Linked DNA regions of Mus musculus: all the other regions are linked to region 6. Evidence: chromatin contacts called from public promoter capture Hi-C and targeted proximity ligation data. All regions are on one chromosome and are shown on one strand. The core of a region is the stretch at or near the end of the contact, and the rest is flanking DNA. Distances in the headings are between cores, read along the strand shown.

Region 1 (3,461 bases), core at 497-2,996, 2.0 Mb before region 6:
ATCAAAATACTGGGAGATGTGAAGTAAGTTATATTCCTTTCATGAGCTCTGGTTTCTTTTTATGTGATAATAGGGTAATACGTGCCTCATAAGAATTTATGAAGGTTTAGAAGCATACCCATTCCTGTTACACCTTGGTCATTCAAGAAATGCTATTTGTCCTTCAGCAACAATAATCATAGGAATAACAGATTACCTTTCAAATATCCACGTTCTTTTTTCTTTTTCAGTACGAGGTATAAAACCTAGGCCTTTAGGCCTACTAGGCACCATCTCTTAAGCTACATCCCCACCCCACTTTTAAGTACTTCACCAGTACTTTTTCAGTCCTGACAACAATATGGTTATTATGATCCCATTTTACAGGTAAAGAAATTAAAGTTAAGAAATCAGGATAAATATTACAAAGAGGCAGGAACCATTTCTAAACTCCTAAAACAGAATTCCCTTTTGTTAAGGTGATGGTATATGGGAATTACTCAATGAAAAATTGAATTAGCTAAATATATTGAGATTCTATACCTACTTTAACATCTTCTCAGCCCCCCCTCTACAGCACAAGCACCCTGAAATCTCTCAATGGTCAGAAAACTGTAACCTTACTAAAAGCTCTCCCTCCCAAATGTGTGCTTTTCCATACTATTCAAGAATTCAGCCTTAACCAGTGACATACACCTTCAATTCCAACACAGACAGATCTGAGTTCAAGGCTAACCTACATAATGAATTCCGAATTCCGAGACAGCTATGTCTATCCATAGAGAGACCCTGTCTCAAAAAAAAAGAAAGGAATGAGCCGGGCGTGGTGGCGCACACCTTTAGTCCCAGCACTCAGGAGGCAGAGGCAGGCAGATTTCTGAGCTTGAGGCCAGCCTGGTCTACAAAGTGAGATCCAGGTCAGCCAGGGCTACAGAGAAACCCTGTCTCGGAAAAAAAAAAGGGGGGGGGGGGGGAAGGAATGAAGGAAAAGAGAGAGAATTCTAATCACGCACCCACTGAATTAAATGCCTTCAGTGTGCAGAGAATGGGGGTGGGGGATCCCCCGGAGCACAGAATATAAGCCTTTCAATTCGCCCAATATATAAGCTGTGTCTTAAGAGTCTCAGAAGGCGATGTTGAGAAAGTAAAACCCCTTCCCTCTTACTACTATCTGTTCTGTCAAACACAACCGCATTCTCTGGGCAGATAAGGTTCTGTACCCTCCCTTTGATCAAAAATAAAGGCACCTCAATACGAGAACAAATATTGCGGCTCCGAGCCTTGGCTCCCCAGAAACTCTCATGTAGTCCAAGCCTCCTCCCGTAAAAGGGGCAAGGAGGCTGGGTTCTCAGGAGCGCTGATGTCCCCAACTGCTGGCAAAGCAAGGCCGGCCGAAGAAGGCACTGAGGTCTCGGGAGAGGCAGAACTACGAGCAGGGCAGGCATTGCAGCCCAGAGTTTTTAGTGAAGCGGTCCCTGAGTTCCGGGAAGACGCGACCAGAATCTCTGAGAATCCTGACGCGGGTTCTCTAGGTAAGATCCAGCTTTCTGAGGAGAAGGCTGGCGGGGCGGCGCGATGAAGGAAGATACCAGGGGCTCTGACTACCTGAGAGGCGCGGGACCGTGGGTGGCGGGGGCAGGCCCGGGTGGCCCTGGGGCCCCGGGAGGGTCGCACAACGCGGACATCCCGGAGCCCTACCCGGAGCCTGAGGCGGGAGCGGCGGAGCACAGGCGACGCATGCGTGCTGACTGGAAACGCGACAGAAACTATCGACCCCGCCTCTCAGGAAAATCCGTCCGGCTAAGTCTGGAGCCCTAGTACTTTGGTTCCGCGTCGCATCGGTCACAGCGGGTAATAGGCTTGCTCTCAGCACAACCTTCACACCCACCCCCCAGGGGCTTCGTAGGCATAGGAAAGCTTCCGAGGCTTTCTTCTACATTGCAATCTAATAATCTGTTAAAGTATAAACATACCGGGCAGTGGTGGCGCACGCCTTTAATCTCAGCACTTGGGAGGCAGAGGCAGGCGGATTTCTGAAGTTCCGAGGCCAGCCTGGTCTAGAGTGAGTTCCAGGACAGTCAGGGCTACAGAGATAACTCTGCCTCGAAAAAAAACAAAAAAGGAAGGAAGATCAACATGTTTTTTATTATTTCTAAATGATATGTATATGAGTTATTCTCAGTCTAGAAGAGGTCATCAGACCTCCTGGAGCTGGAGTTACTGGTGGTTGTGAGTTGTGTGACATTTATAAAGTAGTCTGGAGATGGAGAGATGGCTCAGCAGTTAAGAGCACTTAACTGCTATTCTTGCAGAGGACTAGAGTTCAATTCTTAGTACCCATATGGCAGCTAGTTCACAAACTGTAATTGCAATTCCAGGGCTTCTGATTCTGGTCTCCATGGGCATATGATACACATGCATCCATGCTGGCAAAATATTCATATCCATAAGATAAATCTAAAAAGAAAAGTTTAAGGCCAGTGGTATTGTACACATTCAATCACAGCATTTGAGACAGGGGTAGGTGGATCTCTATAAGTTTGAGGCCAGCCAGTTTTATAGAGGGTGTCCCAGGGCAGCCAGGCTACAAAGATCTCCCGTCTCAAAAATAAAGTAAAATAAAATAAAAAATTGTCAATGAGGATGGAAAGATAGTTCAGGGGTTAGGAATACTTGGTGCTCTTTCAAAATGCTCAGGCTCAGTTCCCAGCACCTACGTGGCAGTTTACAAATATCTATAACTCTGATTCCAAGGGATCCAACAGCCTCTTCTGGCCTCTGAAGACTCCAGGCATGCACTACATACATAGTGTACACACACTATATAGTGTACACTATATAGTATACACAACATATATAGTGTACACACACATTGAGCACAGGACTCAAAACCACAAGGTTGTCAGTTATGGATATTTAGTTGAGAAGGAATGAAAACCTAAATGTGGCAAGCCCATGTCTAATTGAGTTTTGTTTTGACACTTGCTGTGTGTATGGGGACATGTGCTTGCCACAATTCAAGTGTGGAAGCCAGAGGACAAGAGTAGAGTCAGCTCTTTCCACTATTTGGGTAACAGGGATAGAACTCAGATTGTTGGGCTTGGGCCAAGTACCCTTACCCCTGAGTTACATCACTAGCCTCCCTGTATCTATTTAGCTGTTTACAATGGTAAAAGTTAGGAAAGGGGGCTGGACATGTCTTTTATACCCATCACCCCAGCACCATGGAGGCAGAAGCAGAAGGACCATGTGATCAAACCAAGCCTGGCCTATATAAGGAAAATCTTCGAAAACAAAACAAAGTCCTCAGATCTGGCATCTCACTGAGTGCTGACTGGGAAATACAGGCCCTCAAGATGTAGATGGCACAGGGGTTGCCTCGAATGCAGGTACCCTGGGTTTGAATCCCTAAACACAACCAAAAAGAAATGTTCCTTACTTAACTCTAATGCTAAACATAGTGTGGACTATGATCAGACCCT
Region 2 (3,297 bases), core at 133-2,632, 1.0 Mb after region 6:
CTAGTTAAAGCACTTTTCCCTTCTCTTCTCTTCTCTTCTCTTCTCTTCTCTTCTCTTCTCTTCTCTTCTCTCTTTTTTCCCCATTCATTTATTTATTGGCATCGTACCCCTGTCCAAGACAAGCACTTTGACTGTGAACCTGACCACCTGAATTTTGTCCCTGCATCCCAGATAAGGAGCTGGATGATGTGTGTTATTCCAGCACTCTTTTTTTTAAATTTATTTATTATATGTAAGTACACTGCAGCTATCTTCAGACACACCAGTCAGATCTCCTTAAGGATGGTTGTGAGCCACCATGTGGTTGCTGGGACTTGTACTCAGGACCTTCAGAAGAGCAGTCGGGTGCTCTTACCCGCTGAGCCATCTCACCAGCCCTTATTCCAGCACTCTTAGAGGGACATGGAAGTCAGAGACAGAATCTGCAGGAAGCTTAACATCCAACTGGGAGTATGCTACACAGCAAAGCCCTGCCTCAACAAGGAAGGGAACCCCTCCCAAACCTCTCTAGCTAAATACTTATATATCGACTGAAGTGTGCTCAGATTTTCCTAGAGCACCCTGAGGTCACTGTTGCCAGAGAAAGCTGAGCCCTGGCCTGCTACTGCACAGAGTTGTCTGGACTATGCACTGCCTGTTCTGCTATGTAGGCCAGGAGTACAGGGAGTCAGGCACTAATCCTTAGCAACTGAGTAGTCTTGAGGGCCAAAAAAGAAATGTGCAGATGAGACCACTAAAATAGATTTAAGAGAAAATATTTGGTTCGCAGGAGACGACACTTGGAGAGACTGACAGCATCCAGTGGTAAATGGATAGGCTCAAAACCTATGAAAAAGTGGGGTCCTGGCTGTTTAGGGGCAGGGAGGGCTAAGTTATCTACACCTAGTTACAAAGGAGGGAAGTGACTAACAGGAATTTAGATCTTGCCGTGACCCACCAAAACTGGTTAAAAAAAAAAATGTCCTTTCTTGCCACCGGTGTATTTTGTAGGCCGTTGGCAAGACCAGAGGCCAGCGCTGTCCATGGTAACTCTTTTGTGACTAAAAGCTTACATTCATTCATTTTCTCCTTTCATCTTGTTTCCAAAACAAATCCTGGAGGGCCGGTATCCCAGTTAGGTACCACGTAGGGATGGGGTCGAAATCACCTGGGTGGCTGTCAAGGCACGCCGGCTGGTCGACAAGTGATAGGCACTAAGGCCGGTTCTTCCCGCCAGACCCCTCCACTCAGGAAGCTCCTCCTCCGGAGGGCTGACAAACCGCCACTTCCACAGCATCCAATCAGATGTAACTGGAGGCGGGACAAGTTGCCGCTGATGGCTAATCAGTTTGTTAGGGCGGGGCTGCGGAGGGGCCGCGACGAGGTTTTCCCAGCCTTGAGAGACCCGGGTGAGGGCTGTGCGCGCTCTGCGCGCGCCCGCTCCAGAGCAGCCTCTCGGCGCGCTCTGTCCTCGGGTCGCGGCGCCCGTCACTCTCTGGTTCTGCTGAGGCCCAGGAACCTGGCTGGGGCAGGGACTGGAGGCGCGGGACGGCGCCTGGAGGTGGGTGCGGAGCGGGAGGCCCTGTAGCCGGGTGGGCGGGCGGGCTGGGGTCGACGCCTGTGTCCGTCCAGCCGACTGACGAGGGGTCAACTCAGCGAACCAGGGCGCAGAGCCCAGCGCTCGAGCCGCCTGCTTCCTGGCCGGTGCTCCCTTCTCTCTGATATCACTCCAGGCTATCACTGGGCAGAGGACACTTCTTCCCTTTTGCCCTCATCCTCCTCACCCTGTCTCCCTTTGTCGTCTTGGCATCTTCACTCTCCTGGTTGAACCGTTGGGTAGCTTTACCACCCCGCCTTGCCAGCGCCGAATTGTACTAGCGCCTTCAGACACCATCCATCTGGCTTTGTCATCTGTACCATCTCACCTGTTCATCTCGACTCTGTCCGTTCAGTCTACCACCTGCCTTCAGCCATCAAAATTCAACCTAGGTCCTCCTCCTCCTCATCTCCTCTCAGGGGACTCCTCCCTGGCACCCTGAATGTCCCCTACACCTGCCCCGCTCAGCCTCAGCCCCAGGCCTCTCCTTGTTTTTGCTCCTTTGTTGTCCCTGCAGCTGTCTCCTGGTTGTCTTTACAGCTGTGCTTTAGCCTCTATTCATCCTTCCACCCCATCAATACCAAACCCCAGCCCAGAATTCTCTCCACTTCGGACCAGAAACACTCGACTCTGCCAGCTCTCTTCTGGGTCTAGCCCTCTCCTCCCACAGCCTGGCCATCTCATGTCTCTTTCAGCTGGCCTGGTCTCCTCCAGCTTTCTGCATTCCAGAGAATTGCTCTGGCTTCAGGGGTCCCGACCTCTTCTGTTCTTCTTGCTCTCAGCCATTGGCACGCTCTCCTACTTTTCTTCCCCCAGCAGCTTCCCAGGGAGTCATGGAGCTGAACACCAAGAAGAAGCTTCACGCCCTGTCCCTGGCTGAGAAGATCCAGGTGCTGGAACTCTTGGATGAGTCTAAGATGTCCCAGTCAGAGGTGGCCCGGCGCTTCCAGGTCTCACAGCCCCAGATCTCACGGATCTGCAAGAATAAGGAGAAGCTGTTGGCAGACTGGTGCAGTGGCACAGCCAACCACGAGCGGAAGCGGAAGCGTGAATCCAAATACAGTGGGATCGATGAGGCTCTACTGTGCTGGTACCACATTGCCCGAGCCAAGGCCTGGGATGTAACGGGGCCCATGTTGCTCCACAAGGCCAAGGAACTGGCCGATATCATGGGCCAGGATTTCGTGCCTAGCATTGGCTGGCTGGTCCGCTGGAAACGTCGAAACAATGTGGGCTTTGGGACTCGCCAGGTCCTTGTCCCTCTGTTCCCTCCTGAAGCTCCTCCTGCAGTTCTCCCATCTCAGGCCCAGCCACCTCTTTCTCTTAAAGACTTCTCACCAGAAGATGTTTTTGGCTGTGCTGAAGTACCCTTGTTGTATCGCGCGGTGCCTGGCAGAGTGTTTGAATGTGATCGGTTGCAAGTACTGTTATGTGCCAACAGCAGAGGCACAGAAAAGCGAAGGGTATTTGTGGGTGGGCTCCAGGCGGCCCCAAGATGCTTCTTTGGGGTGAGCAGTGAGGCACTGCCTACCTCTTATCACCCTGACCTAGCCATTCCCTGGTCAGAGTGGCTGGCACAGTTTGACCAGGACATGGGACAGCAGGGCCGACAGGTAGCCTTGCTACTGGCTTCTGGAGTGGTAGAGGAATGGGCCAGCCTTCCTGGACTCCATCACGTTCGACTCCTGCCTCTCTCTGCCTCCAGCACCACTCCTTCCCTG
Region 3 (3,293 bases), core at 119-2,618, 1.4 Mb after region 6:
TGAGCAGATAGGAAGTGTCCAGAAGCTGGGCCACGGCAGCCTTCAGCTCTCGGGCGTCCTCGGGGCTGGGCTCTAGAACCGGAAAGCCACGCTCCTCCTCCCCAGCTGTGGGCCAGCTGGGCCCCTGGGGCTTAAGATGGGCATCCCATTCCTCAGCCAGGGTCCAGTCCCAGGGACAACTCCCAGTGGAGAAGTCCTCAGCCACCAGCAGGCCTTGCAGGCCAGCCCCAGACCTGGACTGTACCACCAAGGTGTCGTGTAGAACAAGGGCCAGAAGCAGGCTGACAGGCTGGATGGGACCTGTTTGCCCTGGGAGGCTCCGCAGCATCCCCAGGGCGCCGGCCAGCAGCCCAGGCTTACAGCGCTCAAGTTCTCCAAGGCATTCACAGGCTGTGGCCTGTAGATGGCGCTGTTCTGAAGGGGTTCCAAAGCTTCGTCCCAAGTCTCGGCCTGAAGCTAAGCCAAGAAGTAAGGGCAGAAGCCGGCAGGAAGCTCCCGAAGTGGGTCCGAGAGCATCTCCTGACACCAGGGCTGTAGTGGCTGCCAACAACAGGAGCCTCCGGAGAGCTGAAGGTCTTGTGGGCAGGAGGACAAGCGTGTCCAACAGGGAAGTGGCAGCAGCCTCCGCGGCAGGTGCATCAGGCCAAAGTTTATCAGAGTACTCCAAGCTCAGTGTCAGTAAGGAAACCTGAGATGGGGGATTTAAGAGGAACTCGTTGAGTTCAGCATGCGGTAGTATGAAGCAACCATATGGACCACGGCAGGGCACACGGGCAGGACCTACCTTGGTCTGCTCGCTTAGCTTTTCACTCCTTAGGTCACTCAACAGGTCGCGACCCAAATCCTCACCTTCGGCACCTGCCAGAAAGGCGGATGGGCTGGCTCGGAAGGCCCCCAGGCGCTGGGCCCAGGCTTCTCGACCTAGGGGCCCCATGGTCAGTCATCCACTTCTCTGTAAAGGGAAGAGAGCATCAGACACCGAGGCGAGGACGACGCGCAGGCCTTTACGGCCACTAGAGGGCGCCCAGGTCCTCCACCTTCCCGAGGGGCTGCTGTTACCCTAGGGCCGTCTTGCAGACCCCTCCCCGCCCCCCAATGCCTAGGTCCCGAGATGAACTCTGGAGGCTTCGGAGATAATGCCGGAAGCAACAGCCCGGGCCCCTGCAGGATAGGACCCGCAGGATCGGGGTGGGGGTGCCCAGAAGGTGCGTGCGGAGAGCTCATTAAGCCTCCCGCCTACGAAGGGCATCGAAACCACAGCGTCGCTCGCGCCCCTGGCGCCCGTGGTAACGGGTCGGCCTCTCTCACCGCTTGAGTCAGCTGCCGCGGGCGCTCGGTCGGCTCCTTCCGGGCTGGCAGGCTGGCGGCGCGGGCCGGGGCGGGGCGCGGCGCTCGGCGCGTGGGCGGCCGGGACGGGGCGAGCCCGGGGGCGGGGCGTAACGGAGCCTCCGCCTGCCACGCCCGCCAGGCCGGCAGGTGCCGACTCGCCGGTTTCGCCAGGTCTGAGTAACTGTCTCGCCGTGCAGGCCCCCTGCCCCGAAACTGCCGCAGGCACGGGCAGGGGCGGGGTTTGGTGGGCCGGGCTCCCGGTCCGCTCCCCGATGGAACTGCGTTCCCAGGCCCTGGAGCAGAACAGCGGCTTGGGCAGATCGGGAAGGCGGCCAGCGCGTCCCCCAGTCCTCCCGCCCGGGCCCGGTGACTGCGCGCTTGGCCCGGCTGCTTGAATGCGGGTCTTCGGGCGGCCGCTGGGTGGCGCGCGAGGCGCAGTCCCAGGGCAGAGCAGGAAGAGCAAGGCGTGGGTCACTGCGGGACCGGTCGAACCGGCGCCGCAGGGCTTGGCTTGGCGTCCTCAACGCTGACCTGGCGTCGGGGGTGCTGGGGGGGACCACCTCGCTCTGCTTGGAGGCGAGGACCCGGGGCCAGGGTCGCAGCCGGATGGTAGCTGCTGACCTTTGCCCGAAGTCGCACGGATTGCCTACAGGGGTCGGGCGCGCTAGAGTAGAGCGAGCAGGGCGGGACCTTAAGACGCAGCGAAGCCGAAACACAACGGGATCCTGACTCTAGGTGTGCGTGTTGGCGGGGCCTGGAGGGTCACTCAGCTCGTAACACACCTAATATGAACCGAGAAACCAAGGCTTGAGAAGACAACGGCCGGGCTGCCAGACTTCTGGCCAAGTAGTACACACGCTACCTACTAGAGTCCAGAGGACTGTATCTGGGCTTGTTGGCGAGTCCCAGGCTGTGGGTGCTCACTGGCCCGCTAGTTTCAGGGGCTCAGACCTTCTGTCGTCCAAATCTCATACTCACCGTCCTATAAAGCCTCCTGCTAGCCACTTTGAAGATGAAACACCTGAGCCCCCATTGCTAGCCTCTGGCTATTTCTTTGTCTTTGTCCCTTTGGGTGGCCCAAGTTCCTTCCTAGCCCCTTATCCTGACCTGGCTGCAGATGAGAGTGGTGAGGTAGGGTCCTAAAAAGAAGACTGCCTGGGCCCCCAGAACAAGGGTAGAAGAAGAGAGAATGGAGACATGGGGGCGTTGGGGGAGGCACGGGGAGCTAGAAGACCTGGTCTCTGCTCTTCTGGGCTCTGGCTCCACAGCTGACTCACAGGCGACAGCTCTAAACCACTTCCCTCTAGGTGCCTCAGTTTCCCCATCTATAAATTGGGAGTGATGACTCCTGTTTAAGAAGCTTTGGGGTGGGGCGCCCGGCTAATTAGGCCCAAGATGAAAGAGGCCAGGGTGAGAGCAGCCCTGGGCTGGGAAGGCAGGTTGGAGTAGGAGCCTGTCTGGTTGCCCTGTCTGAGGCCCAGAGGGCGCTGATAACTGCAGGTCTGGTGTCCCAGCTCTCGGTAGCCAGAAAGGATTATTAAACCCTGTTACAGTTGAGGGGAGGGGCTTCCAGGGGTCAGGGAGTCCAACTCTGGCTGTGTCCCAAGCTTCTGATGCTGTAGCCTCTGCCAGCCTCCAGCCTCCCTGGGCTTTGGTTCTTTGAGGTGGCATGTGTGGTTTCCAGAACTGTGTGTGATAGATGGATGTGTCTTCCTGAACTCACTAGGGCTCGTAGCCAACCCTGGGTGCTAAGGGTGGGTATCTGTCTCCCATGGGCTTTCAGGAGCCCAGAGAAGGTAGAGTCACTTGTACAAAACTCCAGGGCCTCTGTAAGGAGGACTGGGCTTCTGCTACATGCTCCGTCTGCTGCCCTCGCGCTCCTGATGTCCAAGTTCATGAATGGGCCCTGTTCTCATCTGCCTGCCCAAGTATCCTCTTAGGAGAGGCAATGTTTGCTTTGTCCT
Region 4 (3,120 bases), core at 337-2,836, 2.0 Mb after region 6:
GAGAAAATGTGTGTTGTGTGTGTGTTGCTGCAGGAGTGGAAACTGTATAGTGGAAGGTCTTATAAAATCAAAGGTCCTCTCACCTGTGCAATTGGTACAACAGTGATATGTTATCTCAGGGTTTTTGCAAGAATTAAATGAAATTCTATATGGCAAGCCGCTGGTAAAGGACTTCATTTAACATGCACTCCTGTTGACTGCGGTTATAACACGACACCATGCAGCTTGGTTGGGGGTCTTGGGCCCTGGGATCCTTCACTTGCCTGAATTTGCCCTTGGTGGCTATGGATAGCCCTTATTTTCCTATCTGGTTACACTTACATTTCAACTGGGTCTCAGTCAGACAACTTTATACCTCGTCTAGAAACAATGAGAACAGGCAAAAGGAAAGAAGAGGACTTTCCTCGGGACACATTTTTACAGAATTCCCCCTTATAATGACACTCACCAATCAGAACCAAGAGCTACTAGCGCTGTGGTGACAAGGCTGGCCTTAAGCACATGGTTGCTCTGGCCCCTCTAAATAGGCAAGGTAAGGAAGGTGTGTTGGATTTCAGTCCCGAAACACTACCTCCTACACAACTCTAGGGGACAGCACTACCTCTTGATGGCTGCCCATCCCTTGGGTAGACTTAGTCCTGAAGTAAAGCTGACAGTGTTCCAGAGTAAGAGAAGTGAGCTATCTAAAGTCACACAGCTGGTAGGAGACAGACATCTGATTGAACCCTAGACAGCCTAAGTCAGGCCCCAGCTCTTTGCAGTGCTTACCACATCTGGTCAGCAAGTACTTGCAAGAGCCATGGGTCACCCAGAAAGACTCCTCCCTGACTACCAAGAGTAAACAACATGCTTGTCTGCATCCTGGGCTGCCCTCCAGTCAATGTCACTGGAGACCGCTTTTCTATTCTAGCTGGCAAGTGGTCACACTAAGAAAGTGCCAGCTACTAGCTGGCCTCGACTTCAAGTGCGTTGAGGAAACTGGGGTTCCCAATGTTTTAAGGATGGCTTCCATGGCGACCCAGTGGAGCACCTGTAGCATTTTTCTGCACCCCTGGGACTACTGGTGGATGGGACTACTATTCGCACAGCCTACATACACTCTTTGTAAGAGCTTCGTAGTCTCCAAATAGCATCTCCAAATCCTAAATCCAGGGAGGAGGGGGTCCACATTATTATAGTCTTCTCTAAGTGGAGGTTCCTAACTGCCAAATCCAGGGTAGGGACACTGGAGGTGAAACCCCAAAGAGAGCAGGCTCCCAGCTACATGTGTGGAGGCTCCCGATGTATAGGAACTCTCACGTTTGGGGACCTTGTCAGTCCCCTCTGTCGGTACCCGACAGCAGCCACGCGGGGTACTGAGAAACTCAAACTTTTTCACCAAACATCGCCCTACGCCACGCCTCTGTGCAGTGAGGGCCAGCAGACAAAAGGCCAAGGCCTCGCGGTCCTTGCAAGGCAGGCACCACCCGTAGCGCTTGGGGGCGGGGAGAAGATGAGGGGAGGAACTGTCTTCGGTTCTTCTACTGGCTGTAGCTGCTGTCCGTCTGATCCCTGGGGCGACTACGGGTCGGTAGGGGCGGGGCTTGTGTCCCAATGAATGGGGCGGGGAGCCGGAAGCAGGAAGTGAGTTTGCGAACGGAGCAGCTGCAGCAGGTGAGGTACAGCGCCTTGGTTTTGGGGTCACGGTGTGTCATCTTCAGGAGATCAGAGCGAGGCCTGGCTGTGCATGCAAGATCATCCCCTTTCTGTCCACCCTTCAGTGCCTCTTCCAAATCTCTCCCAGCTTTTGGGCAAGGAGAATTTCCAGGCAGTAAAGAGTTAACACCTCTTTCCGAGCGAAGGGGTAGATGGGGCGGAGCCGCGCAAATAAGGAGTACAGAGGGTGGAAACGTGTCCTTAGCCAGGGGCGGAGCGTGGAGAATGTGGTGGGTTCGGAATTCCTTGGGTCCCAACTGAGCTGAAAAGCTTTGGATAAGTTGCTTGCTTTCCAAATGTCATATGGTTCCTATCTGGAAAATGGGTTGTGCCCTTATATGGCTTCCCAACAGAGCAACAGAAGAAAACAGGATAGTGAAGGGCTGAAGAAAGACATGAGACTGGGGCAGATGCTAGGAGGGAAAAGCTGGGACAAAATATCATTGCTGTTTTTGATTTATTTTTTGACAAGGTTTTATGTACCCCAGACTGACCTTGGAATCTGACCCTGGGCCTGGTTGTTGGTTAGACAAACTCTACCAACTGGGTCACATCCCTGTCCTGGATTTCATACCCAGCTGTTGAGCTTGGTGTCATACTCACAGTCAGTGTTGCAGAGGAGCAAAGAGCAGTGCAGGGAGGTGAAGCGGCTGCCCTGGGTTTTAGACCTTTTGGTGGAGCGGGGTTGGGACGGTGGGGTGGATATCCAGCATGAAGCCTTTGTCAGCAGTTGTGATGAGCTAGAGGTGTTGGGAAATTCTGAACAGAGACTAGGACATCTGAGAAGGTGGAGATGAGGCAGGGAGTGGCTGGGGCTGGGAGTCTAGTAATGAGGCTGTGTTCTGCCGGTTCTTCCTTCGTACACTTGGCATCCTGGGCCTTAGTGTCCTCATCTGTAATATGAAGTGATTGGATTCAGATTTTAAGTCTGAGAGGCCACAGGCCAAAGCTGGCCCGCAAGTATTTGAGTCTTTGAATCCCAGCATTTCAGGTGAATGGATGCGACTGGATTACTCCCTCCTGGACTTCTGGATGGAAGAAGTTAGTTAGCTCATGAGCTTTCAGAGCAGCCGCGAAGATGCTGCGCTCTCTGAGATGACTGTGATGTGTTCTTGCAGGGCTCATGGCAGATACCCAGTACATCCTGCCCAATGACATTGGTGTGTCTAGCCTGGACTGCAGGGAGGCATTCCGCCTGCTGTCACCCACAGAGCGCCTCTATGCCCATCACCTGTCTAGAGCTGCTTGGTATGGGGGCCTGGCAGTGCTGCTCCAGACATCCCCTGAAGCCCCCTACATCTATGCCCTGCTTAGCCGCCTCTTCCGTGCCCAGGACCCTGACCAGCTGCGCCAACATGCCCTGGCTGAGGGTCTTACTGAAGAAGAGTACCAGGTCAGTTCTCACAGGCTCGCCTGGCTTCTGAG
Region 5 (3,311 bases), core at 428-2,927, 1.9 Mb after region 6:
GGACTGTGGCAGATGCTACAGTATAGCTATGACAGCCTTTGGCCTCGAGGAAATGACAAATTTCTGGGAGAAACGCAAAGAAGCAGACCTTTATAATGGTGTGAAGAGAGTCAAATTAAGGTGTTATGGGAGGTGTCTACACAGGAGCTGGAGCTTGCTGCTACAGTGACAGCTTCCAGAGGGAGACAGACTAGGTGAGGACCAGGCCGCCTGAGATGGAACATTCCAGGCAGAGTGAAAAACAAGTACAAAGACCTAGAAGTGAGAAAAGGGACCAGGGACACAGGCATGTGAACTTCCACTAGACCCAGGCTCCTCTAGCTACATACGGCAAGTTATTTAGGCTTTGTGCAGTCTGACTTTTCAGGCGGAACTGTGAGAAGGGGCCTCTGTTGGAATTCCCAAGGTCAACAAAGGAGGCAGGAGGAGAAACCTCTGCAGAACAGATTGAAAATCCAAGAGTTAGGGTGGAAGGTATTTTCAGAAGGAAGGAGACAACGAGAGATTGATACTGCCAGGCCCCCAGAGAGAATAGGTCATCTTGGATGTAGATGCTTCTAGTTCACACTGGTGTGATTTCTACATCTCTGGTTGCTGCTCTGTAAGTCTTTCCCATGGGGAAGGCATAACTCCTTCCCCCAGGAAGTTTTTTTTTGTTTTGTTTTTTTCGAGACAGGGTTTCTCTGTGTAGCCCTGGCTGTCCTGGAACTCACTCTGTAGACCAGGCTGGCCTCGAACTCAGAAATCTGCCTGCCTCTGCCTCCCTAGTGCTGGGATTAAAGGTTTCTTTGTTTTTTATCTCATATTCTCCCAGTCTCATGTCCGACCACCCAGTGAAATGTGGGTGTTTCATCAGGACAGGGCAGCAGGCTGTCCTACTCGCCCAGTGCAGTGCCAGCTCACTTGATGACTGGGAATTTCTAAACCCAAATTAAACAACATAAACTTTTGCAGTATAGAAACTGGCTTTTCCTTCTTGGCAACCCTACTTGGAGTAACGCTCCTTCACACCCATGCAAGTAATTATAGCGCCGGACCTGCAGGAGAGTTTAGTAGCATTTCCTCCTGCTCTGAAAATCCAGATCTCCAAAACAGCCTCACTGTTCCCCTTTTCACGCCTCAGACCCTCCACACTGGCAATTCCTTTTCACCGTTGTATATACTCTTTCTAAGACGCAGGATGAATTCAAGGATCTCCTTCCTCCAGCTGACTCTGATCCTGACTTCGTTAAATGAAGTCACAACCAATCGTCCCTCCTTAACCCGGGTACAAATAGGGGATATACCATTGCTGAGGGTTGTAGGGAGTGGAAGAGGCACACGGTAAACGCGCGGTGTATAAGCACCTCCACAGCAAACCTCCAGGGAAAGCAGACCCCTCCCTACAGACACAGAGGACAAACTCTGCGGCGCAAGGAACTATCCCACCTCGATCCACCCTCGGAACCGCGGGCTCCTCTCAGGCCAGCGCGCGAGTCGGGCCGGTTAAGTCTCTGCTTTAGCTCCGATCCGGAAAGCCCAACCCAGCGCCGGGCGTGGCCATACGCACCGCAGACACTGGGGCCTCCGGCCTCACGTCCAGGACTCCCGGAGAGCTGTCCGACCCAGGGTGTGAACGCCGCCGCCGTTGATCTCCGGAACAGTGCTGCGCAGGATTCTCTTTCTCCAGGAGGTGTCGACGCTTCCGTGTGCGTCATCAGGAGGCGCCCATTTGTGGCGCTTACAATGGAACCACTGGTGTCCAGGCATGCCGGGATACGGCGGACGGGTCTCCATAGCAACTGGCCCCCAGTAACCCAGGCCTTCAGCCTGTCCTAGCATTGTGGTCGGTGTCCTTGGGTCCACCGCCGTCTAACACGGTGCTCCGGCCCACCACCCCTCGGCTTAGGAGAGTAACAGAGCCAGCTGTGGGTGTGACATTCGTTTATTTACATAATGTCATCCGAAGGCAAATGAGCAGCCCAACCTACTGGAGGGCACAGATCTGGGACTTTAACCTTTATCTCTTTCCTCCTTCAGGGATCTCGGAGGGCGGAGGGCGAAGGCATGAGAGAACGGGAAACGTTCTTAGCACTACATTCTACGTTTTCATCTTTCTTTCCAAAAGCCTCATTTTATTAAACACTCAAGCTTCCCACCTCTAGCCCATTCAAACTTTTTGCTCTGCCGCTATCCACCCAACATGGTTAATAGTAACAATATCATAATAACACTGTAGCAATATTAATAATACTTCACATTTGTACGAAGTTTACAGGATGTTTACACATACAGCGTCTCATCTGAGCCAACAGTTCTGTGAGGTAGGTATTTTCACCTCCCTTTTTACAGACGGCGTAACGGAGGCTCAGAGAAGTAATAGTATTTGCTCAAGGCCACACAGCTAGTTAGTGGTAAAGCTGAGACTTGACTCCCAGCACCCCATAGTCAAGTCCAGTGTTCCAAACCCATAGCTACCTCTGTAAAGTGGAGGCATGTTTCTTACCCCAGTCAGGCCTGGAGCCAGATACTGACAATTCTCAGACCATGGAAGACAAGGACTCAGCATCGGTGGGGAGAGTTGGGGTACCTAGCCTTCAACTCCTGTTTGAACTGGCGGTAAAGGATCTTATTGCGCTGGTTTTCAGCCTCCTTTTGGGGATGGAACTTCAATGCCTCCTTGAATCCCTTATGAACCAGAAAACCTTCGTTCAGCACCTCAAAATTAAACCCTGCCACGTGCAGCTCACAAGCCTGGAAAAGGGGCGGGGGGGGGGGAGGGAGAGATAGAGGAGGGGAGAGGGAAGAGAGGGAGAGAGACAGGGAGAGGTCACAGTGATTTAATCACAATAACTTAATGATATCCCCAGGGCCCACATGATCATCCCTAAAGTTCCACTCCACTGTCCTCAATTCTCCATCATCCAACCACTTTCTTCTTGCTTCACTGCCTCCTTTCCACCAATGGCCACTTCACCCCTGACACGCCTCCAGTCTTAGTCCTACATGCCCTCTCCCTTTTAAGTACCTGGCTGATTCGATTGAAACCATACTGCCGAAAGCGTTCGTCAAATGTGGGCACCTTTCCTCCAGCCACATAAAATGGTTCCCAGGGGTCCCTCCAGGGCACCACGTAGGCAGGTCTCAGCAAGCTCTCCTCTGGCAGGTTGACCCAGCGGGAGTAGTTGGTGGGCGCATGGCAAGGCGTGCACAGCCCATAATAGAAGGGCCGGACTTCGCCCACCTGATAGAGCTGCACCAGCTCGTTCTTGTTCATCGGCATTCGGCGGGACCGGCGGATTTCAAATGCAGGCACCACCAGGGCTGTGCCA
Region 6 (3,209 bases), core at 427-2,926:
GTGGGCAGCAGCAGATGGGCAGGTTTCAGGAAAGTGGGGCAGGCAAGCTGGGGAGGTCATGTGGGGACCACTTCAGCTTTCCATGGAACTGGTTGAGTCTCTTGTTGCTTTTCCAGCTGCCTCTGCCTCTGATGGAGCTCATGGAGACTGAAGTTCTGGATATTCTCAAAAAAGCCCTCATCAGTGAGCACTCCACCCCCACCCCCACCCCAGCTTCCACAAAAGATCCTGGTGGCTTTGGCAGGGCTTGGGGCTGTGGAGTTTCAGGATATGTAGTCTTGTCAGATCCCCTTAGCACTCACAAGGATGCCCTAAAAATTAAAAGTCAAGAGAGTAGGCACAGGCCGACTCAATGGAGTGAGTGACTCAGAGGACTTAAAATAAGCCCCTTTCTAGCAAGTCTGTTTTCTCTGCTTGTTCAGTGGAGTGACAGCCTTTGGGTAGCTTTGCTTCACTCCCAGGTGTGGGAGCTGTGACACATCGGGATTTTTTTTGGGTAAATGTACTGGATATTGGATTATCTGCGTAACCTTCTGCTCATGGTATATGAGCACATAGAGGGAAGAAAGGGCCAGATAACTAGTTAGAGTGAGCGGCTCAGGAGGAGGTTGGGTCTCACTGCCTCTGTTCAGGCTTGCAGCAACTTCTTCAGCCTTCTTCCCCTCCATTCTTCACATCGCACCTAGGAGACCCAAAATTCCCCAAACTAACACAGATCCAAATCCAGCACTAAATGCCACCTCAAATCACCTGTGGTTCCTCAAATGGGGGAAGCCCTTTGCTGCTGTTCATGGCCCTGAGCTCAGCTCTTCCCTCTCCCTAGCATATAGGTCCACGATTGGCAGGAACCACTTCATGACTAAAGAGCTGCAGGGATACATCGAAGGGATCAGGAAGCGCAGGAACAAGAGGCTGTACTTTTTGGATCAGTGAACCTCCAGCTCAAGTGGCCGACGAGACGTCCGCTCCGTGTCCTTTCCGGTCCCTCGAACCCAAGCTCAACCTCATCTGCATGGAATTTGAATCCTAGAGAAATTAAAGAGTCTATGCATGGTCCCAGAGTCAGTGCGTGGCTGCTTGCGTGAGGCGGACGCACGTGGCCCCGCCTTTCCCCGTGACCTTCATTCGGTCACCGCAGTGACCTTGAGTTTTGTCCGCTCGTGTCTCACCTCTGCCTTTGAGGAACTCGCAAACCAGGGCTACTTGCATGTTTTAGGTCTGCTTCTCCACTTGAGGGTCCTCAGGGGTGCTGATCTACCAAATCTGTCAAGTGTCCCATCAACATAATGGGGTGGGGTGGGGAGCAGCACCCTGTTAGGCCCCACCCCTTATGCATATGCAGTTACATAAACCCGCCTTTCATTTACATACACGTTCAACGCCCTCACAGAGTGAGTTCACTGAACAGCTACGCCCACTCTTATAAGGCAGAGCACCGCCCTCCTTCGTGATGCAAGGGTGCTCCGGCTTCTCTCCCGCACCAGTTCCTAGTCTTCGCTCCTCCCCTAGGTTCAGGCCCCGCCCACAGGAGGCCGCGCACGCGTGTGTATCGACAAGGCCTGCCCGCTGTCCTCCGGGTACGCAGGCGCCGCCGCCTCCCTCGGATATTAGCATAGGGCACCTGGCCCCACCCCCTGTTTTGCATGCGCAGGCCGGCCCCGCCTCCGCTGTCAGCTGGAGGAAGCGGAGTAGGAAGCAGCCGCGATGTCCTTTTGTGTCCTACAAGCAGCCAGCGGCGCCGCCGAGTGAGGGGGGACGCAGCGCGGCGGGGCGGTGCGGCCGGAGGAGGCGGCCCCCGCTCACCCCGGCGCTCCGGGCCGCTCGGCCCCCATGCCTGCCCGCCAGCCCTGCCGGAGCCCAAGGTCCGGGGGCGGAGGGGAAGGCGGCCGCGGGGGTGGGCGGGCGCGGCGGGGGCCATGTGCAAGCGCGGGCGGGGGGCGGGCTGCGGGCGGGGTCGCGCCTGGTGCGTCGGCCGGGTCAGGACTGGCTTCAGGTCCTGGCCTCCAGTTAGCCTCGGGCCTTGGAGCGAGTCCCCGGGCAGCGTTCAGATCGATCCTTGAGCATTGCGGGAGTCCTCGGGGTGGGCTGGAATTGAAAGGGTCCCTTGAGGCCACGTGGGGGCGCTTGCAGGGGCTTTGGGCCACCCTCCTCTCTGGGTCATAGGTCATCGTAGCGCGAGGGAGAACTTCTTCCTTGTCGCCTCTTCTTACTTCCTGATAACCTGATAGAAGTCCCCCGCGGGCAATGGGGGGAGGGGAGATTAGTAACTTCAGGCAACTTCCCATAGGTGTGCGCAGGTTAATGGGGGGTGGGGGGCGGCCCTGGAGGTCGCGAGAGGTGGTGAACTCTGCGGTAGCTGGAGTGTAAGAATGAACCTTGCAGGTTTGGGGTGCAAAAGAGGTGGAGCCGCGCCCTGCACGGCGTGGCTGGACTGGGCTTGCTAAAGCTGGAGGGGGTGGCGTGTCAGAGGTGAGAGACTCCCTTACAAGAGTGTGGTGAGGGATTAGAAGACTTGAGTGTGAGTTTGCTTATTGAGTGTGCTCTTTTGCTGGGAGTATGTGAGAACTTGGGACTGGTTAAAGGCCATGTGTGAGTGGAAGGTTCCCAGGAGAGTGTGAGCATGTGTGGACATGTGGAAACTCCTGAGAGAGTGGCCATATCCTTTGCCTCCGCCCCCCTTGGCCCCCCTTAGCCCCCTCCCGGTTCCTCAGTATGCTCTTGAATACTTGAGAGTACCTCCTGGAGTACATCTGGAGAAAACTGAGGAGAGGATCATGCTTATGCTCGGGGTTGAGAGTTGCCTGCAGGTTGAGGTTAGCCTGCTTCCTGGCTTGGGTGGGAGCTAGACTTGCCAAGCCGCTCCCAGGTTCCCAAGAGGAAGACCTGCTGTCAGTTACTGGCCTCAGAGGCTCTGGAGACTCTGTTCCCATGGCGACAGCTGGGGGCCCTCTTCATGGGCAGCCCTTCCTTGGACTCTGCCTCCTCCTTCTCCTTGGCTGAGCCTGGAAGCCTGGCTTAGTCCCAGTGTTGCCCAACCTATGTGGCAGGGTGCCTCCCTGTGACCCTGATGGTCTTTCCCTGCAGGTGACCAGCACCATGTCCAGCCAGGTGGTGGGCATCGAGCCTCTCTACATCAAGGCAGAGCCAGCCAGTCCTGACAGTCCAAAGGGTTCCTCAGAGACTGAGACTGAACCCCCGGTGACCCTGGC
Region 7 (3,559 bases), core at 412-2,911, 1.4 Mb after region 6:
TCCACAGAGAAACCCTGTCTCGGGGAAAAAACTCATAAACCGCGTGGAAGCCCAGACACCCGATCAGCCCTTGCTTACCCACACAGCTCTCCTGTTCATCAGGCTCGTAGCCCTGCGGGCAAGGGTTTGGTTGTTGAGCATGGGCCGCTGGCGGTGGAGGTCCTTCACCATGGAGATCACTGATGACGGCAGCAGAGCGAGGCAGACACAAATAACCCCCGTAGTGGTTGATGCATTTCATCTCACCCTTGCAAGCCTCCGGGATGGTCAGGCACTCGTTGACATCTGCAGAGAGGGGCCTGCTGGGCACAGCCAGTCACCTGGGCTGGCCCTGGAGGTAGTGGGAGGCAGATGCCCAACTTGGCCTTCTCTAAGCTGAGCAACAGAGCAAGACTTTCTCTCTGCTAGGCAAACTAAGGCTGCTGACCCAGAAGCCCTGCCAGGGATTGGCAGGACTGGGAGTGGGGCCCCCTGTTTCACACTGGTATCTCCATTCTCCTGCCTCCTCAAATCCCTGCCTCTACCTTTGCCCAAGAGAAATTTTGCGGGCCTGCCGACCCACGGGGCATGCACGGCTCTCCCAGGCTGCATTGGGATAAAGAGCTGGGCTAGGCAGGTACAGTGCAGTCCAGGGAAGGTGTGCGTATTTCCTTCTCTCTGGGCAATAGCCAGGTGCTCCCTTCCCTCCTGCAGGATAGAGGCCGTTTGTCCAGCTTCTTGAAGGGGCAGGGCTCCTAACTGAGTGGCACAAGGGAAGCATGGCTGGCTACCAAGCTGGACAGGGAAAAGGGCCATCAAGTTCCTGCAGCAGCTCTGGGAGGTAAGGTATCCCTGGGAAACAACAACCCCCTTCCCAGTTCCTGAAGATGGCTAGTACCCCAGACAGAGACTCACCCCGGCAGTGCTGGCTGTCTGCATCCCACTCATAGCCATCTGTGCATTCCTGGAAGGGAACCCGATGTGGCCAGTGACCACCCTGGCTGTCTCCACCAACTAGCCAGGCCAAGACCAGGGCCAGAGTTCAGAGTCATGCTCGGGTCAGCTCCACACAATGGCCTCCAGCTTTCCACCAACCAAGCCGGGGAGAATCTTGCCCAGAAGCAGCCTCCCCAGGATCCTGATCTCACTGTCCTTCCCATCCCATCCCAAGCTGGTGACCCCACGGTCCCCACCGTGTAGCTGTCCGGCTCCTCGGGATCCTGTGGGGACGCTGCTCCCAAGAGCAACAGCAGAAACGCCCAGAGCAGCAAAGACCCGGGGAGGCAGGAGGCAAAAGGGAGCATCCTGAGGCTGGGAGGTGGTGGGCAGAAGTCAGGGGTTTCTGCCACAGCACCCCCCATTCCCTCTATCTGGAAGGGGAGCCTGGGTCCCAGCTGTCTCGTCTCAGGACTGTGCTGAGGCTGGAACCTTCCAGGGCTGGGGACAGAATCCTTTCGCAGGCCTATGGCCCAGGCCCGCAATCCCGGACCGCCCCGCCCCCGCCCCGCGAGTCGTGAAGCGCAGGCCTCCCCGCTCCGCGCAGCACCGACTCGGCCGCCAAACGGCCCGCGCCCTCCCTCCGCTGGAGGCCACTCACGCGTCGACTCCAGCAGTGCCTGCGGGCGGGCGGACGGACGGACGGACCGCGCAGCTCACTGGACGCGCGGCCCCAGGAAGCGCCCCCCGCCCGCCCGCCGGCCGCGGCCCACCCCGGCGCCTCCGCCCGCCCTTCGGCGGATTCCTGAGCCCGCGCCAGGGGGAGGGACCCCGACCCCCCGGCTTCTCCGCCCCGGCCGGCCACAGGCCCCCACCCGGTCCCCCGCGGCGCTGCCTGGAGTCGCCTGCGGACGCCCAGCCAGAGTTTCCCAAAGTTTGGATCCTTAGGCCACTGACCTTGATGCTTGGCCCCCAAACTCACCTAAGGACCCCGGGCCTTCACTCAAAATGTTATTCTGCCCACCTAGACCCTATCTAACCTGTGCCTCCGGAATCCCATGCTGTGCATTCGCACCTCCGTGTAACCCGATTCTGCGCCTCCCAGAACCTACTAGGCATTTAATCCTCAGAGCTTCAAATTCTACTCCTTTCAGAATTTTATCCAGTGTTAAACCATCATCACTTAGATGATCCTAAAACTTCATCCAAGGTTTCCAGACCCTCGTCCAACTTAATTAATTGTCCAAATTAATTGTCCAATTCCCTCTGCATCCACATCCACGGCCTCCAGGTGGTCTCTTTACTTGGGGTACTGCTTCCCCAAGCCGTGCCAGCGCAAAACTACAGTAGTATGGGGGAGAGGGCAGCAGTATTCTTGGCTCGAAATGAATGGAAGCCCCTGGGAAGGCGGGCAAGCTTGAACTTGGGCGCGGAGGACACTAGGGCCCAGTGCCAGCCCTTTCCCGAGCCTCTTCCCATCCAAGTCCCCCACCCAGTTTCCGCCTCCGCCCCCAGCGGAGATCATGCCTTGGAGGCGGAGTCTGGGTGCCTCCAGCGCCCAGGAAGGGGTGAATGGGCGGGACTTCGCGTTGCCCACGTCTCAAGGCGGGCCTAGACGGGAAAGGGTTGCGTGTCCAGGGTTCCCGTGCCTGGCCCAGACCGCTAGCGGCAATAACCAGGTCTTCCTTAACTTTCCCTTACCCAACCTCTTTCCATCTTGTTTGTTTGTTTGTTTTTGTTTTGTCATTTTGAGACAGGGTCTCACATTGTGTAACTCTGACTGTTCTGGAACTCACTAAGTAGATGAGGCCTCGAACTCACAAAGATCCGCCTGTTTCTGCCTCCTAGGCTCTGGGATGAAAGGTGTACACTACCATGCTCCGCTCTGCCTTGACGTTTAAAAAAAAAAATCTGCTTCATTTCATTTAACTGTCTGAGTGGTAATGTATGTGGTATATTCGTGTGTACCTATTCACCTTATGTTTTAAGACAGGGTTTGTCGCTGGAAATTACTAATTTAGCTAGATTGCGTGGCCAGAGTGCCAGAGTGGTCTGCCAGTCTTCACCTCCCTGGCCCTCTAAGGGTTACAAACCTGCATCACCACTATAGCTGGCCTTTATGCTAGGGCTGGAAATCTGAACCCAGACCCTCATGCTGTGTAGCAAGCGGTTTACCCAATAAGACATTTCCTCAGCTTCCATTGCCTTGATTAGAAAAAAGAAAAAAAAATTAACGGGCTGGAGAGGTGGCTCAGCAATTAAGAGCAATGACTGCTCTTCCAGAGGTCCTGAGTTCAATTTCCAGTAACCACATGGTGACTCACAACCATCTGTAATGGGGATTGGATGCCCTCTTCTGGTATGTCTGAAGACAGCAACAATGTACTCACATACATGAAATAAATTAATAAATCTTTAAAAAAAAAAAAAGAAAAAATAAAAAAATTAACTTTTAATGATGCATATACATGTGTATCTGTGTGTTGGTATATACACCCGAGTGCAGGTGTCCACAGAGGCCAGCAGTGTCCCCTGGACCTGGAATTACAGGAAGTTGTTAACTGCCCGATGTGGGAACCAATCTCAGGTCATCCGGAAGAGGAATACTGGAGCCATTTCTCCAGCACTGACTTTTTTAAGCAAT

Evidence for each region. Promoter capture Hi-C pulls out the DNA fragments that hold promoters and counts their contacts.
Region 1: a targeted proximity ligation map of pancreatic cancer cells shows a contact between it and region 6. A contact is called at or near these places in 1 of 39 promoter capture datasets (the C10 cell line), 1 of 484 Hi-C or Micro-C datasets (B cells) and 1 of 130 datasets of targeted methods (pancreatic cancer cells).
Region 2: a promoter capture Hi-C map of pre-B cells shows a contact between it and region 6, with 2.8 times the contacts expected there.
Region 3: a promoter capture Hi-C map of pre-B cells shows a contact between it and region 6, with 4 times the contacts expected there.
Region 4: a promoter capture Hi-C map of liver shows a contact between it and region 6, with 5 times the contacts expected there. A contact is called at or near these places in 3 of 39 promoter capture datasets (cranial neural crest, liver and pre-B cells) and 1 of 130 datasets of targeted methods (pancreatic cancer cells).
Region 5: a promoter capture Hi-C map of liver shows a contact between it and region 6, with 4 times the contacts expected there. A contact is called at or near these places in 1 of 39 promoter capture datasets (liver) and 1 of 130 datasets of targeted methods (pancreatic cancer cells).
Region 7: a contact with region 6 is called in a promoter capture Hi-C map of liver, with 5 times the contacts expected there. A contact is called at or near these places in 2 of 39 promoter capture datasets (liver and pre-B cells).

What each region holds. Positions count from the first base shown.
Region 1 is chr19:8,891,272-8,894,732 of GRCm38.p6, reverse strand. It overlaps Ints5 (integrator complex subunit 5), which reads right to left and starts at 1,746. Exons shown (of 2, transcript NM_176843.3): 1 at 1,585-1,746. The coding sequence starts at 1,664.
Region 2 is chr19:5,892,213-5,895,509 of GRCm38.p6, reverse strand. It overlaps Tigd3 (tigger transposable element derived 3), which reads left to right and starts at 1,382. Exons shown (of 2, transcript NM_001362045.1): 1 at 1,382-1,540; 2 at 2,393-3,297. The coding sequence starts at 2,410.
Region 3 is chr19:5,566,099-5,569,391 of GRCm38.p6, reverse strand. Ap5b1 (adaptor-related protein complex 5, beta 1 subunit) reads right to left here and starts at 1,368. Exons shown (of 3, transcript NM_001362046.1): 1 at 1,309-1,368; 2 at 785-952; 3 at 1-688. The coding sequence starts at 934.
Region 4 is chr19:4,926,753-4,929,872 of GRCm38.p6, reverse strand. Dpp3 (dipeptidylpeptidase 3) reads left to right here and starts at 1,586. Exons shown (of 18, transcript NM_133803.2): 1 at 1,586-1,653; 2 at 2,814-3,088. The coding sequence starts at 2,819. It also overlaps a transcript of Peli3 not described here.
Region 5 is chr19:5,039,729-5,043,039 of GRCm38.p6, reverse strand. It overlaps Brms1 (breast cancer metastasis-suppressor 1), which reads right to left and starts at 1,677. Exons shown (of 10, transcript NM_134155.3): 1 at 1,550-1,677. B4gat1 (beta-1,4-glucuronyltransferase 1) reads right to left here. Exons shown (of 2, transcript NM_175383.2): 1 at 3,008-3,311; 2 at 1,906-2,733. The coding sequence ends at 2,542.
Region 6 is chr19:6,920,275-6,923,483 of GRCm38.p6, reverse strand. It overlaps Esrra (estrogen related receptor, alpha), which reads left to right and starts at 1,676. Exons shown (of 7, transcript NM_007953.2): 1 at 1,676-1,862; 2 at 3,085-3,209. The coding sequence starts at 3,097. It overlaps Catsperz (cation channel sperm associated auxiliary subunit zeta), which reads left to right. Exons shown (of 5, transcript NM_001039494.2): 4 at 117-183; 5 at 824-1,058. The coding sequence ends at 933.
Region 7 is chr19:5,472,792-5,476,350 of GRCm38.p6, reverse strand. Efemp2 (epidermal growth factor-containing fibulin-like extracellular matrix protein 2) reads right to left here and starts at 1,661. Exons shown (of 11, transcript NM_021474.3): 1 at 1,577-1,661; 2 at 1,173-1,290; 3 at 895-943; 4 at 79-285. The coding sequence starts at 1,283.